Linked DNA regions of Sus scrofa: region 1 is linked to region 2. A link is a contact called in public Hi-C data. All regions are on one chromosome and are shown on one strand. The core of a region is the stretch at or near the end of the contact, and the rest is flanking DNA. Distances in the headings are between cores, read along the strand shown. Region 1 holds the start of POLG (DNA polymerase subunit gamma-1). Region 2 holds the start of HAPLN3 (hyaluronan and proteoglycan link protein 3).

Region 1 (3,335 bases), core at 680-3,179, 370 kb after region 2:
AGACCTCCACGTCGAACACCAGGGCCCGCTCCTCGGGGATGGCCACGGGTTCGGCCTCCCCCGCGGGGCCGTACCGGGTCCACCCCTCCGCCCAGGCCCAGCTCGAGGGCCGGGGGGGCAGCTGGGCCTGCAAGAGGGAGTTGGCCGCCTCCAGGTAGGGCAGGCTCTGCTTCTGGGCCAGGAGGCGGAAGTGCTGGTCCAGGTTGCCCCCGTAGAGGGGCGGCAGGCGCAGCTCCACGTCCGGCAAGGGCGAGGCCGGCTGCCCCCAGAGCCCGTGCTTCTGCAGGTGCTCGACGCTGCGGCGCACCGCGGCCTCGCCGGGCATCTCCCCGCCGCGCCCGAAGATTTGCTCGTGGAGCCCTCTCGAGAGCATCTGGATGTGCAGTGGGTTGTGCCGCAGCTGCCCGTCCTCCGAGGAGGGCACCTGCGGCGGCTGCGGCGGCGGCTGCCCGTCGCTGGGGACGGGGACGGGGGCGGAGCTGAAGCCCCAACGCCCTGGAGCTGGAACCGGCCCTGGCCCGACGCTGGCGCCGGCCACCTTCCTCCAGAGCAGGCGGCTCATGGTTGGTGCAGGGAGCCCCCCGCTGGGAGTCAGGACACCTGGCTTTGGGCTCCAGCTTGGCAGCTTTTACTGGCGGGAAGACGTGGAGGGAGACACGTCCCGTCTCTCTTTTCCTGTCAGTGAAACGGTCCTGATCATGCCTGCCTTCCACCCAACAAATCCTAAAGGAGACAGACGACAGTGTTAACTTATGAAATGCCCAACACGTGCTACATTAACAACCATCGCTCTTAAGCACTTGCTGCGTCTCAGGCAGTGTGCCAGGCGCCTTTGGGTACATTTTCTCAGTTAATCATCAGACAACCTTGAGAAGGATCAGTATCCCTCCAGAGGAAAACTGGGGCTCACATGGGTTCACTGGGGAAGATGAAGGTTAGTGGCTAAGAGCGCAGACTCTGAACAGGTTTGAATCCCGGCTCCGGCTCCTAGGAGACCTATGACCTTGGGCAAGCTTCTTAGGCCCCGGTTCCCGACTCTTTGAAATGGGGTTATGAGTTCTACCAGCCATACAGACAGCTTTTCGGGTGACACAGGGCGACCAGGTCGGGCAGCCCAGCCCTGGGCAAATGCTCGGCTAACGGTGGCTGCCATTACCGTGACCGCCGCAGCCCGAGGCCCTAGCGCCTCTAGGAGCCAGCGCGCGGATTCGAACCCGTCCGGGGAGGCCGCCGTCCCGCGGGGTCCCCACCCACGCCCGGGCCGGGGCCCAGCGGGCCGAAGGAGCCCGGCAGGTGGCGTCGGCAGAGGCCCCCGGCGCTCCCGGCCGCCAGCCCGCCTGAGCCCGGCGGCAGCGCCGCGGTGCGCCCTGGGACGAGCCTCCGCCCAGCTCAAGGCCGCGCTCCCTTCGCCACCGCTCAGCGACCCGACCTCCCCTCAGCGCCGACCCTCCGGAAACCTCAGTCCACCCGGAGCTTCTCAGTCGGCGGCTGCCGACCCCAGGCCAGAGACGCGGCGTCTCCCCTCGCGCGGCCTTTGCAGCCTCGGCGTGGCCTGTGGCTTCCACCCGACCAGTCCGCCTCGCTGGCAGCCGCAACTTCCCGTCTGCGTCCCGCTCGGTCCCGCGGCTACCCCGAGAGGCAGGCGGGAGACTCCCAGTGCGACCAATAGGAGAGTCACAAATGGACCGGTCCGCCCGTGGGGGGGGAATAGGACTTCCGGGTGGGCTCTCCCTACGGAACTCTGGGAATCAAGGTCCAACCTCCCCCGCTCAAGAAGCAGGTGGGTTGGTCCCAGGCAAGACAGTAGGCGGTAAAAATATAGTTTAGGCTGTCCAAAGAGTAACAGCAAGCGGGCGGCCGCGTGGCCTAATGGATAAGGCGTCTGACTTCGGATCAGAAGATTGCAGGTTCGAGTCCTGCCGCGGTCGGAAGCTCAGCTACCCTTTTTGATTTGCACCTTCCTAGGTATTTAGCCAGGACCGCACGAGACGCTGTTACCAATTACTACAGTTCACTGACGTCTGGAAACACCCAGATCTGGGGAAGTACGGGTCCCCATCCACCACGCCCCGTACGTCGGTGCGAAATTGCTCCTCTGCGTGGGGAAGCCGCAGTACGGTTCTAACAGTCATCTGCCGTGCGTGTACCTCCACGAAGGTAAAGCTGGCGGGCATCCTAAGCCGAGGCACTGGTTTCAAATCATTAGATGTGTCGGAATGGTGGAAATTGGCACCTGAGGCAGACCCTTCCTCTCCCCGTCTGGGGCAATTCTGACGGTACAAACGCTACCTTTCACCGAACCGGAATCTGCAACCGGATATTAAGCCCTCGCCCCAGCGCGGGGAGCTGCCCTCCAGTCTTTGCGGTCTCCTGTCCGCGCATCCCGCTGATAAACTGTCAAGTACTACTCAGATTAAGCCCCATGTGAAAGGGAGAACCTGGATCCTGGAGACACAGCTACGAAGATTTGGAAAGTGAGGCTAAGAGCGATCTGAGACAGACCTGAGGACACACAGCTGATGAGGGTCAACACTGAGGCCTCACCGAAAGTCAGTCCCCACCTTCCAGCCCGTGCCTGTGCCAGGACACCAGGATCTGACAACGGCCTTCAGTATTTTTCAGCGGTGCGGTTTGGAGATACCCAGGAAAACACACTCCCCACCTGTCCTGCGGACACAACCCACCCAGAAAGGCAGAGAAAACCCCAGGAAAAGGTCTGTGAAGGCCTCACAGTAGCATTACTCTAGATCCTTCCGTAGACCACCAGGGAACTCCCTCCCTTTATTTTTAAGTATGAAATATTGTTTACACGTTGCAATTCATACATTTTTTTTTTTTTTTTTTTTTTTTTTTTTGCTTTTTAGGGCCACACCTGCAGCAAATGGATGGAAGTTCCCAGGCTAGGGATCTAATCGGAACTACAGCTGCCGGCCTACACCACAGCCACAGCAACGCGGAATCCCAGCCGCATCTGCCACCTACACCACAGCTCACAGGCAACGCCAGATCCTTAACCCGCTGAACGACATCAGGGACCAAACCCGCAACCTCATGGTTCCTAGTCGGATTCGTTTCCACTGCGCCACTACGGGAACTCCAAGATATATTTAATATACACAGAAAAGTACTTTTATTTGGTTCTTTCTCTTGGCAAAAATTACACTCAACTGAAAATTCAGCATTTTATAATCTGGGTTTTTCTTGTCGCTTAACCATGTTACCACTGATATTTTTTACAAAATGCCAAGACAAGGCTTAACTCAGGGAGTCCCTAAGTGGGGAAAACATTTTCATTATTTCCTCTAATCTTTTTCTGCGATTTAGCATTTCCTTCA
Region 2 (3,329 bases), core at 531-3,030:
AGAGAAATTCGGGTCTCCTGAAGGACCAGCCTTCCCTTTTCCCAGCACCCCTTGCCTCAGGACCCCTCCGCATAGCGGAATAACTGAACCCTGACTTGAAAGGAAAAGTGAGCCCCGCCAGGCTGCCTGCCTACACCGAGGACACGTCTCCCAGACACCAGCAGGGGGCAGCATTGCCCGCCAGGTCTCCAACGGCCTGGCTCCCCCAGAGAAATTTGACTTGGATGCCCCCAGTTTGGGCAAGGCTTACAAGCGCCTTTGAAAACTGTGGCTCCCGCGGAGTGGAAGCTGGAGGTGTTTCCTACCAGCTTTGCCAGCAACTGGCCCGTGCAGAGCCCCGGGAGTGGGGCCAGGGTGCCACTCAGTCCCCTCCCCTGCCGCAGAGGGTGAAGGCACTCTGGAGGTCAGTGCTGGACACCAGGCTGGGTCACAGGTCGGGTCCACCCAGGGAGTCGATGACAGAGCTGGGTCCAAGTGCTCTGCGCCGTTTCCTTCCAGGCTGCTTACGAGCCCTGAATTCCTCCCTGAGCAACGCATCTCCCACCCAGGGCTCCCCACTCGCCACCCTCCCGGCCCCTCTGCTGTGCCTGAGATAGAGACCCCGGCGAATCCAAGCCCGAAACCGACAGCACCTGCTGCGTTTGCCCTGGAACAGCCAGAGCAGACCGGCGATGCCGAAAGGCGCACTTCGCTTGCCCGCTCTGCCTTAGGAGGTGTCCCCAGCCCTCCCAGGGTTCCTGGGGCCCCAGAGGATCCGACACATGCCTGGGGGCAGAGCCCGGATCGCTGTGGTGGAGGCTGCAGGCCCGAGACTGGATGAGATCGGAAGGGACCTGGTGGCTCCCAGAGGGAAAGGGGCTGGACCGGGCAGTGGTCTCCGAGGCCACGGGTTTCCCTTGGGATTTGTCTCCTCTCCCACAAAGGTCTGTGCACAGGGTCTAACGCAAGTCAGCTCGCGCCCCGCAAGGCTCCCAGCCTGGCACCCCAGCCTGCGACCAGCTCGGCCCCGGCTCCGCGGTGCCCAGCGCACTCCTCCTGCCTGCGTCCCCAGCCCCTGCCCTGGGACGCAATGGGCCTGCGGGAGACCCAAAGCAGAAAGGGCGGAACTGGCCCAAAGGGGTCCCAGGAGCCAGGCCACCCGAGCCACGTACCGTCCCCAGGCGTCTGGCTCTTGACGTCTCGAGTGCTCCTGGCTGCAAGCTGACCAGGTCCGAGGAAGCGGACAGATTTGAGGGTCTTGAACGGCCTGAAGGGAAGGGGCTGCGAACAAACCCCCGCGCTTCTTTAAAGAGCCAACTCCTTAAAGAAACACACGCCCCTTTTTCCTGCCCTCTGGGCCCAGCCCAAGGGAGGAGGTGCCTACCGACGCGGGCTGTCTCCAGGCTCGGCCGGGGACCACCCCCAACCCTCGGAACTGCCGGCCGTGCGGTGAAGGGAGGAGGGTCCGGGCCTTGAGCGGCTGTCCCATCTGGGGGAAGGAGGTGCGGGGGGATGGAAGAGGAGCCTCTGTAGAGGGAGGGTCTCATTAGAACGTTCTGGCTTTGCCAAAAGCCATGGGACTAAGCAGGAGGAGCCCCTCTCCACCCTCGGCAGGCAGGCTCCGACTGCCCCCCACCTGCAGGAGAGGGAGGGCTGAGCATGCTATATGCCTGCCTTGTCCCCCATAGAAGGCAAGGGGTCGCTGACAGTCCTCCTGCCCCGGAATTTGGCCACCGGAAATGGCCCGCCAACCTCCTCACTCACGGTCAGGTACAGGCACGCGGCCTCTGGTAGGCGGGGCTTGAATGAGCAGCCCTGGGGGAAGGGGATCCAAGGGATAAGGGATGGTGCTGCCAGAGGCCCCGCAGGAGCGATGGGCCTTCTGATTGGCCCTCTAACAGGGGCGGAACCCTGCCTTAGACGCCTGACCTGTCAGCAAGGCCATCAGGCAGCCACTTCCCAGGATGCCTCTGTTTGGACGGGGTGATTTTTTTCCCCTCCAGATCGACGGGGAGGCTTGGCCTGGACAGCCCTATCATTTCCGCAGCAGCAAAGCCTCAGGAGGTCCTTCAGCCTCGGCTGGGAGCTGGCCAAGTGGTCACTGAACCCAGAGCCTCTTTCTAAACACAATTTTGACAGCCCGTGTGGGGGTGTGTGTGTGTGTGGGGGGTGTTGCACACACGCAGCCAGGAGTAAATCACAGCATGAAGAGCTGCGGTGGATGAGATTAAATTGCACCAAAGTGAATGGCAGCATGATGAACAAAAGGGAACCAATGAAGGTTCCTCCACAAGGAAGAGAGACCCGTCTGAGCACTGGACGCAAGAGGACTGGCAAGAGAAAAAAAACAGGACATGAGTTCCAAGGAGGAAACTCACAAGCTTCTCTGCCACCAGGCTTTGCATAGGTGTTTGCATACATTCTCTCCATCAGTTCCAAGACCATGGAGTAGGTCCTATTCCTCCCACTTTACAAACAGGGAAACTGAGGCCCAGGGAGGTTTAAGGAAATTGCCCAAGGGCACTCAAGAGCCAGGATTTGAACCCAGGTCCTCTTGACTTGAGGCCTTGTGCTCCTAACCCCTCCACTCTATTAAAACCAGGAACGGAAAGGAGACTCGACTCCCGGGAGCGGTGGGTCAAGGGCCCACAGGGGTAGGGACAGCCACAGGGGTAGGGAGAGGAATGGACAGCTGAGAAGGTCAGTTTTGCTACAACGAAGCAAGCTCAACATCCCAGCCAGTGGCAGGACTGGCCAGTAGGTGGAATCTCAGAGCTGGCTCTCAGGACTGCTGTCAGGAATAAAAACCTCAATCTGCAGAGGTGATGGTGAATGCTGGTGAAGTGGAGGTGCCTGCTCAGCAACAGCCTAGGGCAGAAGGGGTCAGAAATGAGGGGCCCCCAGTCCAGGGTCCCAGGAGGGGGACTTTCAGAAGGCCAACACATCCAAGGCTGCAAAGAGGAGTGGAAGAAGGGACTGAGAGGTGGCTTAGGCAATTCTGGGGTCACCTTGGGTCTCCTGGGCCAGGTGGGGGACTTGTGACCACTGCTCACCAGACCACCCTGCCAGCCAGCCAATGAGTCTGGCCTGCAGAAAATTCAATGCCTCAAAGAGGGACAAGTTGACACATGGGAGTGAAGCTCTGTTTCCCCCTCTGCAGGTGGGATTCCTGGGTTCTAACAAGGCTTGAACCACAATTAATTCTGGGGGAAGCAGAACCACCCCAGAGCAGAGATGCGGGGGTCGAAAGGGCTGGGGCATGGTGAAAGATGCTTCTTCCACTGTCTGCCAGTCCCCAGAAGAGGCCAGAGCAGGATGGTGGCAGGAAAGGAGACCTGAGGCCAGCAACC

Evidence for each region. Hi-C and Micro-C count contacts between places; a contact is called where the count stands out from the background.
Region 1: a Hi-C map of liver shows a contact between it and region 2, with 5 times the contacts expected there. The contact joins the promoter of POLG here to the promoter of HAPLN3 in region 2. A contact is called at or near these places in 1 of 5 promoter capture datasets (liver) and 2 of 47 Hi-C or Micro-C datasets (heart right ventricle and liver).

What each region holds. Positions count from the first base shown.
Region 1 is chr7:54,905,238-54,908,572 of Sscrofa11.1, forward strand. POLG (DNA polymerase subunit gamma-1) reads right to left here and starts at 1,930. Exons shown (of 23, transcript XM_001927064.5): 1 at 1,458-1,930; 2 at 1-723. The coding sequence starts at 562. It overlaps TRNAR-UCG (a tRNA gene), which reads left to right and starts at 1,856; the gene lies at 1,856-1,928.
Region 2 is chr7:54,535,649-54,538,977 of Sscrofa11.1, forward strand. It overlaps HAPLN3 (hyaluronan and proteoglycan link protein 3), which reads right to left and starts at 1,781. Exons shown (of 6, transcript XM_001925622.7): 1 at 1,364-1,781; 2 at 1,152-1,260. The coding sequence starts at 1,526.